2 separate regions of the Oryctolagus cuniculus genome follow, and region 2 is linked to region 1. A link is a contact called in public Hi-C data. All regions are on one chromosome and are shown on one strand. Each heading gives the region's core, a stretch centred on a gene start, on an enhancer-like site or on the middle of the called end of the contact. The rest is flanking DNA. Distances are from core to core; before and after follow the strand shown.

Evidence for each region. Hi-C and Micro-C count contacts between places; a contact is called where the count stands out from the background.
Region 2: a contact with region 1 is called in a Hi-C map of an unstated tissue, with 2.6 times the contacts expected there. The contact joins the enhancer-like site here to the promoter of PURA in region 1. A contact is called at or near these places in 3 of 6 Hi-C or Micro-C datasets (ear pinna, psoas muscle and an unstated tissue).

The regions. Positions count from the first base shown.
Region 1 is chr6:27,762,747-27,767,347 of mOryCun1.1, reverse strand. PURA (purine rich element binding protein A) reads right to left here and starts at 1,934. Exons shown (of 2, transcript XM_051843455.2): 1 at 1,810-1,934. LOC127490514 (a long non-coding RNA gene) reads left to right here and starts at 1,394. Exons shown (of 4, transcript XR_011389766.1): 1 at 1,394-2,527; 2 at 2,642-2,811.
Region 2 is chr6:27,802,581-27,807,409 of mOryCun1.1, reverse strand. No RefSeq gene overlaps it. Among named protein-coding and RNA genes, the nearest start is that of IGIP, 19 kb to the right of the region's middle. Within about 2 kb of position 2,014, at least 1 of the 8 cell types and tissues checked has an H3K27ac peak or open chromatin away from gene starts, as enhancers often do.

The sequences.
Region 1 (4,601 bases), core at 685-3,184:
CAGTGACAGCCGAAATGAAGGTGGCATTTATTCAGAAGCAGACGGCTACGAACCAAAAAAAGTACCCCAGCCAGCCTCGTGGGCCTCTCCACACCCAAGTTCAGATGCATTTGTGGGGTCCTTTCCTACAAACACCACAATCCGCCTCGGAGGTCCCCTGTCTCTTAAAGCAAAGACCCTCCGGCTTCACATCCGTTCCTCTCGCCCCCCGCACAAAGGCAGAGGCGGCGATAGAGCTGACCTAGCGCTGTGGGGCAGCAAAAATGCCGTGTTCCGGCCACCCATCCTTGGGCCTGGCTTCATCTGCGCCGTCAGCACCAACGTTTTTTTTTTTTAGTTTTGTTTTGGACAACGCATCCTGGGCGAGCGTATGCATTTGGGAGGGGAGGGTGGCGAACAGAGGAGAGGAGAGGTTGGTAGTGGAGCTTACAACATAGAACCCTCCTTCCTCTTCCCTCCTTCCAGGGTGGCCGTGCAGGGAGTGTCGGCCACGTCTAGCGCACTATTCCAGGCCCCGGGACGAAGGTGGCCTGGGGAAGTGGGGCTCAAGGATTGCTAAACAGACGGCATCACTGGTGGTCTCCAGTGCCGGCGCAGGTGGGACTTTTTTTTTTTTCTACCAAAAATGGGTGGTGTTATTTTTATTTGTGGGGGAGGTGGTTGGGGTTCATTCGTTCGTCACTGCGGGTGTGTGTGTGTGTGTGGGGGGGGGTGATGTTGCTGCACTGCCTGGGCCCCGAGAGGGGAGGTACGGGGATGTCTGCAATGGTACAGTCATCATTCCTCAGCGGAGAGGGCAATTAGAGGGGACGGGGTGGGCGGCACCTCGAGCTGTGGCCGCAGGGAAGGTCGCGAGGGGCTTACCCGGGCGGGCGGGCGGGCGGGCGGGCGCTGTCCTGCCGCAGGTGAGGGAGGGCGCGCGCGAGGCGGGCGCTAGGCCGGCGCGAGGACGGGGGGAGGGGAGGAGGGCGCGCGCGCGCACACCTGTCCTGGACAGCGGCGCGAGCCGAGCTGCGCCTCACTCGGGCTCTGCGGGCTGAGGGAGGAGGGCGGGCTGGCAGGCGGGGGCGGGACGCCGAGGGGAGGAGGAGGAGGCGGCTCGGATGGCTGGCTCGGCTCTCGCTCGTTCTCCCTCCCGCGGGCAAGCCCGGCGCACGCCCTGCTTCTCCGCTCACTCACAGCCTCTCAGGCTCTCCCTCCTCCTCCTTCCCCTGCGGGATCCGCTCGTCGCCGCTGCCGCCGCCGCCGCCGCCGCCGCAGACGGCAAGTCGTGGCAGCCAGACGTCGGCGCGTAACCCGGCGCTCCGTGCGTGACTCCGGGCGACGTCAGCGCGCGCTCGGCGCTCGGCGCTCCGCACCCCCGCCCCCGCCGAGGCTCGCGCCCTCCGCTCTCGCGTCGCTCCGTTTCGGTTGCCGCGGCGCCGCCGCCGCCGCCGCCGCGCGCGCTCCCTCCGTGCCCCCCCGCCCGCCTCCCGCGCGTGAGCGCGCCCTCGCAGCCTGCCTTTGGCGCGCCAACATCCCGCGGCCCAGGCCTTGAGGCGCGTCTGAGGAGGGGGCCGTCTTGTAGTCTCTCTGCCCGCACTTCCTCGGTCCACCACCCGCAGCGCCCCGAGGAGCGCCGCTCCCTGGGCCGGCCGCTGAAGGCCGAGGCCAGCCTCAGGCGGGGATGGAACCCCGTAGGGCCTGCGCCAGCCCCGACTTAGGGCCCTCGGCGTCGGCTGCGGCAGCGCGGCCACCCCGTCCCACGCCCTCCCTCCGTCCCGGTCTCTCAGGGGGCAGCAAGCCTTTCATCTCCCGGGAGGGTCTCACCTTGGCCTTCGGACACCCGCCGGGAGAGGCTGCGAGAGCAGGATTTGCATAAAGAAGAAAGGCTAGACCTCGCTTGGGCGGTAGCCCCAGGAATCCCTGACAGGAAGTGTGGGGTTGCTGCCCAGCCTCCCACACAGTGTAGGTGAAGCTGGGCCCCTTTGAGGGAATGTGACTAAGGACGAAACCCTGATAAATATTATTTATGTGTCCTTGGGCCAAGAGGAAGAAAGTAAAAAGGGATGAGTTAATTTTCATAAAATGCTGTACAAGGACGAGGTGCGGAACTGTAAAATGTCCTTTCAGACAGTTTCTTGAGTTCCTGGGCAGTTTGACGAGATTTTTGGTGCCAGGTAACTTTTCCTTGCCTTTTATGCTGTCGCATGTCCGTCCTTCAACACCACGTCGGTAGAAGTAACGTGGATGGGCTAATAATTCTCTACTGCAAAATAAAAAGAACCGTCTTCACCATCTTTATAATTTAAAGAGATCCTCAAGAGGCCAACCTGTGGTTTAGGAACATACTCCCAAACTTTAAAACTGCCTGTATCTTATTTTGGAGTTTTTCACAGGTACATCGCAAAATCTCTTTTAGTAGGCAAAAGTCGACTTTTAGACTCGCTTGTTGTAGGGCATTTTCCAAGGAGCCTCTCTAGTGACAAGTTGGAGGAAAGTGTCATTAATCCCATCTTGTGGATGAGCAAAACTGAGTTACCAAAATGTAAGTTTGCTCAGGTTTTCAAGGGGTCTGTCAATGATGGAAGGAAAAAGATTAGGTCTGTTTATCACTTCCTTTGTCCACTAACCCAGAAATCCCTCAATTGTTTTCTTTCAGGTATCTTGACTCGCTCTTAACTGTTATAGGTGATTGCCTAATGGCTGAAAAGAACCACAGGGAACTCAAAAAGGTTTAAGTTTGGAATTTTCTGCCATAGAAAATTGCAGCTCCACTATAAAACATTCTGAAACAATCCAGCTAACAGCAAAAATGAATGTCAGTTGCAGGTGAGAAAAATTTTCAAACTGTCTTCCACGTGATAGGTCATTTCCTTTGAACTGCTTTTTTATTCACCTCATCTTTAGGTGGCAGCACTACTATATAAATAGCTTTAAAACTACTGTCTCTGCAGCTTGCTATTCTGTTTTTCCCTAAATGTTTCCAACTGTATTGTGGAAATTAGAAATTAGTGAAAATATGAACACATAGCTGGGAATTAGAATAGTTGGGAATTTATAGAGAAGGGAAACCAGAAAAGCTATCTGAGACAGTAATAAAATACATCAAGAAAATCCACCCCCCCCCATTACTTTTAGCTGCTTTAGGTGCAAGTAACCTTATTTTTTTCTAATTAAAAACATCTTAGTTGATATGCAATAATTGTATTTATTTATGGGGAACAAGCTGACATTCAGATACATGTGTAAGAGATATAATGATCAGATCAGGGTAGTTGGTATACCCATCACCTCAGATGTTTATCATTTCTTTAGGGAACATTGAAAATCTTCTCCACCTATTTTGAAATGTTCAACCAGTTGTTGTCAACCATAGTTATTCTACTGTGCTGTAGAGTAGTAGAAGTTACTCTTCCCATCAACTACACTGGCAATTATGAATAGTACTACAATAAACTTGCAAGTGCAGAGGTTTTTTTGACATGATGATTTCTCCTTCTGGGGCTCTGGTAATCATTATTCTTACTTCTCTGAGATCAACTTTTTGACTTTCATATGTAAGTGAAAAGATACAGTATTTGTCTTTCTGAGCTTGACTTATTTCACTTAACATAATGTTCTCCAGTTCCATCCATGTTGCTACAGATGACCGAATTGCATTCCTTTTTATGTCTGAATAGTATTCCATTGTGTGGATATACCACATATTCTTTATCTATTATTCATCCAAACCTAGGTTGATTATCTTGGCTATTATGAATTATAAAAATGATCCTTGAAAGTAGTCTTTATCTTGGCAATTATGAATAGTACTACAATAAACTTGCAAGTGCAGAGGTTTTTTTGACGTGATGATTTCATTTCCTTTGGATGTAAACCCAGCAGTGGAACTGGAATGATAGCCCATGTGACAGTTCTATTTCTAGTTTTTTGAGTAACTGCTGTACTGTTTTCCATAATGGTTATACTAATTTGCATTCCCACTAATAGTGTATAAGAGTTCTCCTTGCTTTGCATCTTTGCCAACTTTTTTTTTTTGTCTTTTTGATGATAGCCATCCTAACTGGATGAGATTATATCTCATCATGATTTTGATTTGCATTTTCCTAATGATTATTAATGCTGAACATTTTTTCATATACTTGTTGGTCCTTTGTATAACTTCTTTTGAGAAATCTCTGTTCAGGTCATTACACATTTTTTAAAATAGGATTAATTGTTTTCTTTGCTGTTGAATTGTTTGAGCTCCTTATATAATCAGGATATTAATCCCTTGTCAGATGAATAGTTCGCAAATATGTTCTCCCATTCTGTAAATTGTCTCTTTACTCTTGATTGTTCCCTTTGTTCTGCAGAAGCCTTTTGGTTTGATGTAATCCCATTTGTCAATTTTTGCTTTACAAGTATCATCTTTAAGCCTGGTCTCATTGAAACATTTACAAGATAACTGTCCAAAGCAAACCATAGTTTCTCAGTGCTGCATATTTATTAAGCATTTCCAAGTCTAACTTTGCTAATTGTATCATTTTCAGACCTCTAACTGCAATTTTAAAATTCAGGTGCATTTTTGTTGTTGTTCTTATTGTTAAATAGCATCAAGCTTATGAAGATCTCAAAGA
Region 2 (4,829 bases), core at 765-3,264, 40 kb before region 1:
ACACCCCCTTAGTGCTCAGCTCAGAGAAAACTTGAGCAAGATCCAGAGGAGGAGTCGAGGCCAGGGCCAAAGACCACGGTCACCCTGTCAGTTCCTCCCTGCAACTTGCACCCCAAAGCTGGGACTCCCACAGGGGCCGCTCTTTAGGCGGGAGGGTCTCTCCAGGCCATGCTGGGCTCTGGACTTGAGGCCATTCCTCGCCTTGCCTCTGTAAGCTAGAAAGTCCCAGAGACACACCCGGGAACCACAAGGCACAGGGATCCAGTGCTGGGCTTGGAGTAGACCATGGGCTGGGCGTCAGCACTGTGTCCTGGCACTGCACAGGCACTCGGGCCTCTCACCCTGAGGTTGGTTGTTGGGCCCACCTTCCACATCTGGAAGACCTGAGGCAGCGGCAGGGGGTCTCCCCTGACCCGGCCGCACATATTCTGGCTTGAAAGCCACTTAAGTGGTAAACTGTCTTGGGGACATCTTGGTGGGCATGGCCCACCCCCATAAGGACCCACTTTTTCCAGGATTGGACTATCTGCCCAGCACCCATGACAGAATGACTGGCACTCCGAGTGGAGACACCTAATGCTGAATGTCAAAGCTTATGTGCAGCTGGAAAATTCATTTAACTCTTTCGGCCTGCAACCTGCCCTGCCCCCAATTTAACAAAACCAAAACAAAATGTGGGAGACTTAATAGCAGGCAAGCAGAGTGGGCGTTACAGCATTTACCCACGATGGACATGTCAAGGGCTTTTTTTTTTTTTTTTTTTAAAGGTTTAGCCCTAGCTCTGGCAGATTTGACTACAGGTAGAGATTTGGGTTACAAGGAATAAGATTTTTTTTTTTTTTAATGAAAATGGTATCTTATCAAGGGAAGATCCCCAGCAGCGCTGAGGCTCTGAGGTGGAGTGAATGGGGTGGGGTGGGGTCTTGAGCCACCTGAGACATGTGAAAATAATTGCCCCAGAGAGGAGATTCCCCCATGTATTTTTTAAAAAGATTTATTTATCTATTTAAAAGTCAGAGTTATACAGAGAGAAGGAGAGGCAGAGAGAGAGAGAGGTCTTCCATCGGCTGGTTTACTCTCCAGATGACCTCAAGGGCCGGAGCTGAGCTGATCTGAAGCCAGGAGCCAGGAGCGTCTTTCCGGATCTTCCATGTGGGTACAGGGGCCCAAGGACTTGGGCCATCTTCTACTGCTTTCCCAGGCCACAGCAGAGGGCTGGATCAGAAGTGCAGTAGCAGGGACTCAAAACTGGTGCCCATAGGGGATGCCGGCACTGCAGGCAGCGGCTTTATCCCAAAAGCCACAGCAACACCCCTCCATGCACTTGTAAAAACCTGTTTTTAATTTTTTTTTTTTTTCCTGTTGGGGATGGTGTTGTGGTATGGCAGGCACCCAGCATCCCATATGTGCCCCAGTTCAACTCCTGGCTGCTCCACTTCCGATCCATTCCTGCTAATGTGCCTGGGAAAGCATCAGAAAATGACCAGTGCTTGGGCCCCAGCACTCACGTGGGAGACCGGGAGGAGGCTCTTGCTCCTGGCTGCTGATCATCCCAGCTCCTGCCATTGTGGCCGCTGTCAAGCGAACCAGCAAATGAAAGATTCATATTCTCTCTCTCTTCTCAATGTAAATTCTGCCTTTCAAATAAATGAATCTTAAAATTTTTTTTTCCGTGTTGTTTTCCTTTACAATCTAAGACAGGTGTGGACGCCCGGGCAGGTGGCCGGTGTAGGCGACGCGGGCTCTAACAGGTGCGGCGCGTGTGCGCACGGCCTTCCGGCTCTGGGTCTCTACCCACGCACCAGGCCCGAGCCTGAGCCCGAGGGCGCAGAGACGGCGTGCGCTCCGGCGGCTTCGGAGGGGGAGGAGACACAGGGAAACTGAGCTGCGTCTTCCCGGCCTTCTCCTGAAATTCCAGCGTCCTTCATTCCCTGCACCCCGGGTGCGGCCTACTCAATCACCAGCCCCGAAATCGGCGCGGCCGCGAGAGCTGAGCAGGGCTGCCAACAGAGCCAGAGGAGCGGGAAGGGAGCGCGGGGAGCCGCCAGGCAATGCCCCGTGCGCGCGGAGCCGGGCACGCTTATGGCCCTGCCACCTGCGCGGGCACGCGGCGACTGCACCCGACTCCCGGCTTGGGCGCAGGGAGAGATCCCGCCGGCCTCAGGGCGGGATGGAAGTCGTGGCCCCTCCGGGCGGCGGCGGCACAGAGAAGCGTCTTCCTGGGCTCTGCCTCTCCGAGCGAGCGCAGAGCGAGCGCAGTGCGGGCGCGCCCGGCGTCCGAGGAGCCGGCGGGCACCCCGATCGCCCCCTGGCGGCGTCAGGGACACGCCGGGGACTCGCCAGGAGCCGCCGCCGCCGCGGAATGAGCTGTCCACAGCAGCACTGGGCGCCGCCCGAGGTCACGCAGGAATCTGGCTGGGGACTGGGAACTGGGGAAACGACGGAACAAGACAGCTATAAGAGCAGGCCCTCGGGTCCCGTGTGGGCTTCTCCACTAGTGTGACGACTGACACCAGAGGGCTCATCCAGAGTGGCCCTCTCTCCCCTTGCCCAGTCTGCCTGGAAAGGGGAGCTTCCCTGTCTCTCGTCCTCACCCTTTCTGAAAAATGTACCCGCATCTCCCCTCCTCCTGCAGTGCCCGACAATGGCAGCCTTGGCCAGCTCGGCCACACCCCGGGCCTGCCACACCCGCAGAGCTGTGAGGCTGTGCCAGGAGGTTTTAAGAAAAGAACGGCATTCACCACCGCTCCCTGGGTGCCCGCTGGGAGCCTGGCCCTGCCCTAGGCCTTACTGGAGGCAAAAGCTTTTGACCTCTGGGTGCTCCCAGTCTCAGGAGACAGACACATCCAGAGATGGTGGGCACAGCAAGGGCCAAGCAGCAGGAGTTGGGGGGGTGTGCAGCATGGTGGGGCTGGCTGGAGCATGAATGCTGGAGCTAAGTGGACAGGATTTGGAAAGCCCCCACTGCAGCTGAGGGGAGGGCCACACCAGAGGCCCTGGGAAGGTCCGGCTTCTGCACGGGAGGGGCCAGGGAGCAAGAGCTGCAGGCTGCAGTGCTGGCTGGGGCAGGGGGGTCCTGAGTGGTGCATGTGCAGGTGGGGAAGCAGGGGAGGGGGGATAGAGGAGGGAAGGGAAGGGCTCAGACTCAGAGGGTTTTCTCTTGGAGGAGGAAGCCTGGGTCATGGCAGGGGAGAGGGAGCAGCTGTAGGCTAAATCCAAAGGCAAAAAGATTACAAAGAGGGAAGCAGTGGCTCCAGAAAGCTGGGGCAAGAAGGAAGGACAGAAAAAAAGAAAAACAAACAAACAAAACCAGGGCTGGCCGGCACCGCAGCTCAATAGGCTAATCCTCTGCCTGCAGTGCCAGCACCCCAGGTTCTAGTCCCGGTCAGGGCGCAGGATTCTGTCCCGGTTGCTCCTCTTCCAGGCCAGCTCTCTGCTATGGCCCGGGAGAGCAGTGGAGGATGGCCCAAGTGCTTGGGCCCTGCACCCGCATGGGAGACCAGGAGAAGCACCTGGCTCCTGGCTTCAGATCAGCGTGGTGCACCGGCCACAGCGGCCATTGGGGGGTGAACCAATGGAAAAGGAAGACCTTTCTCTCTGTCTCTCTCTCTCACTGTCCACTCTGCCTGTCAAAAAACAAAACCAGGGCTGTCAGAAACCAAAAGGCAGGAACCTGTGTGAGACCAGCAGGGAGCATGAGGGCCTCTGAACCGCCAGCCCACCTAAGCTAGTGGGCACCTGCTTCACCTCCCAGTCCATTTTCCCTATCACAGACCTCTCATGTAACTGGGGAGACGCCTTCCCACTGAGCCTCTGGCTTTGTACAGAAGATGTAGCAAACCTGGAATGAAACTTTCAGGCCTTGCTGTGCTCTCCTGCCCCAGTCTGTCCAGGGACGGTCTTAGAGCTATGTCTTATGCCCAACTGTGACTACCAAGAGCCATGGTTCTGGCAGTTGGAGACAGACCACTGGTTCCTGTCTCAGCAGTGTGCCTCCCCACCTTGCCTCAGCTTCCAGGGACAGGACTGTTTCACAGTAACCTCCCAACCAGACTAGGGCAGGCCCTGAAGAGGCCATGGGTCCAACCTGGCAGGCAGAGACTGCACAGCCCAGACACTCAAGTACTGGGCATGCAGGCACCTCCAATGAGGAGGGCTGTGGCTACCCAGATGAGGAGCTGGGAGAGTCACGTGACCAGAGCCAGCAACCACCAAGAGCCTTTGGGCAATGGGCATCCCCTGCAACTCAGCTGCCAGACAGGAGGGCTGTGCCATGCTGGTCAGATGTGGCAGCCTCAGAGGAGGTACAGTGTGGACAGCCATCACTGTCACCAGACCCTGCCATAGGGGCCCAGGAAGCATCACTTGGAAGAAGAGTCTTTGGGGCCGGTGCCACGGCTCACTAGGCTAATCCTCCGCCTGCGGCACCGGCACCCCGGGTTCTAGTCCTGGTTGGGGTACCAGTTGCTCCTCTTCCAGTCCAGCTCTCTGCTGTGGCCCATGAGTGCAGTGGAGGATGGTCCAAGTCCTTGGGCCCTGCACCTGCATGGGAGACCAGGAGGAAGCACCTGGCTCCTGGCTTTGGATAAGTTCAATGCACCAGTCGCAATGCGCCAGCCGTAGCGGCCACTTGGGGGGTGAACCAACAGAAAAGGAAGACCTTTCTCTCTGTCTGTCTGTCTGTCTCTCTCTCTCTCACTCACTGTCTAACTCTGCCTGTCCAAAAAAAAAAAAAAAAAAAAAAAAAAAAAAAAAAAAAAAGAAGAAGAAGAAGAAGAAGAAGAAGAGTCTTCCAGGTAAGGGTGGATGGGGTTCAAGGGTGTGCGGGA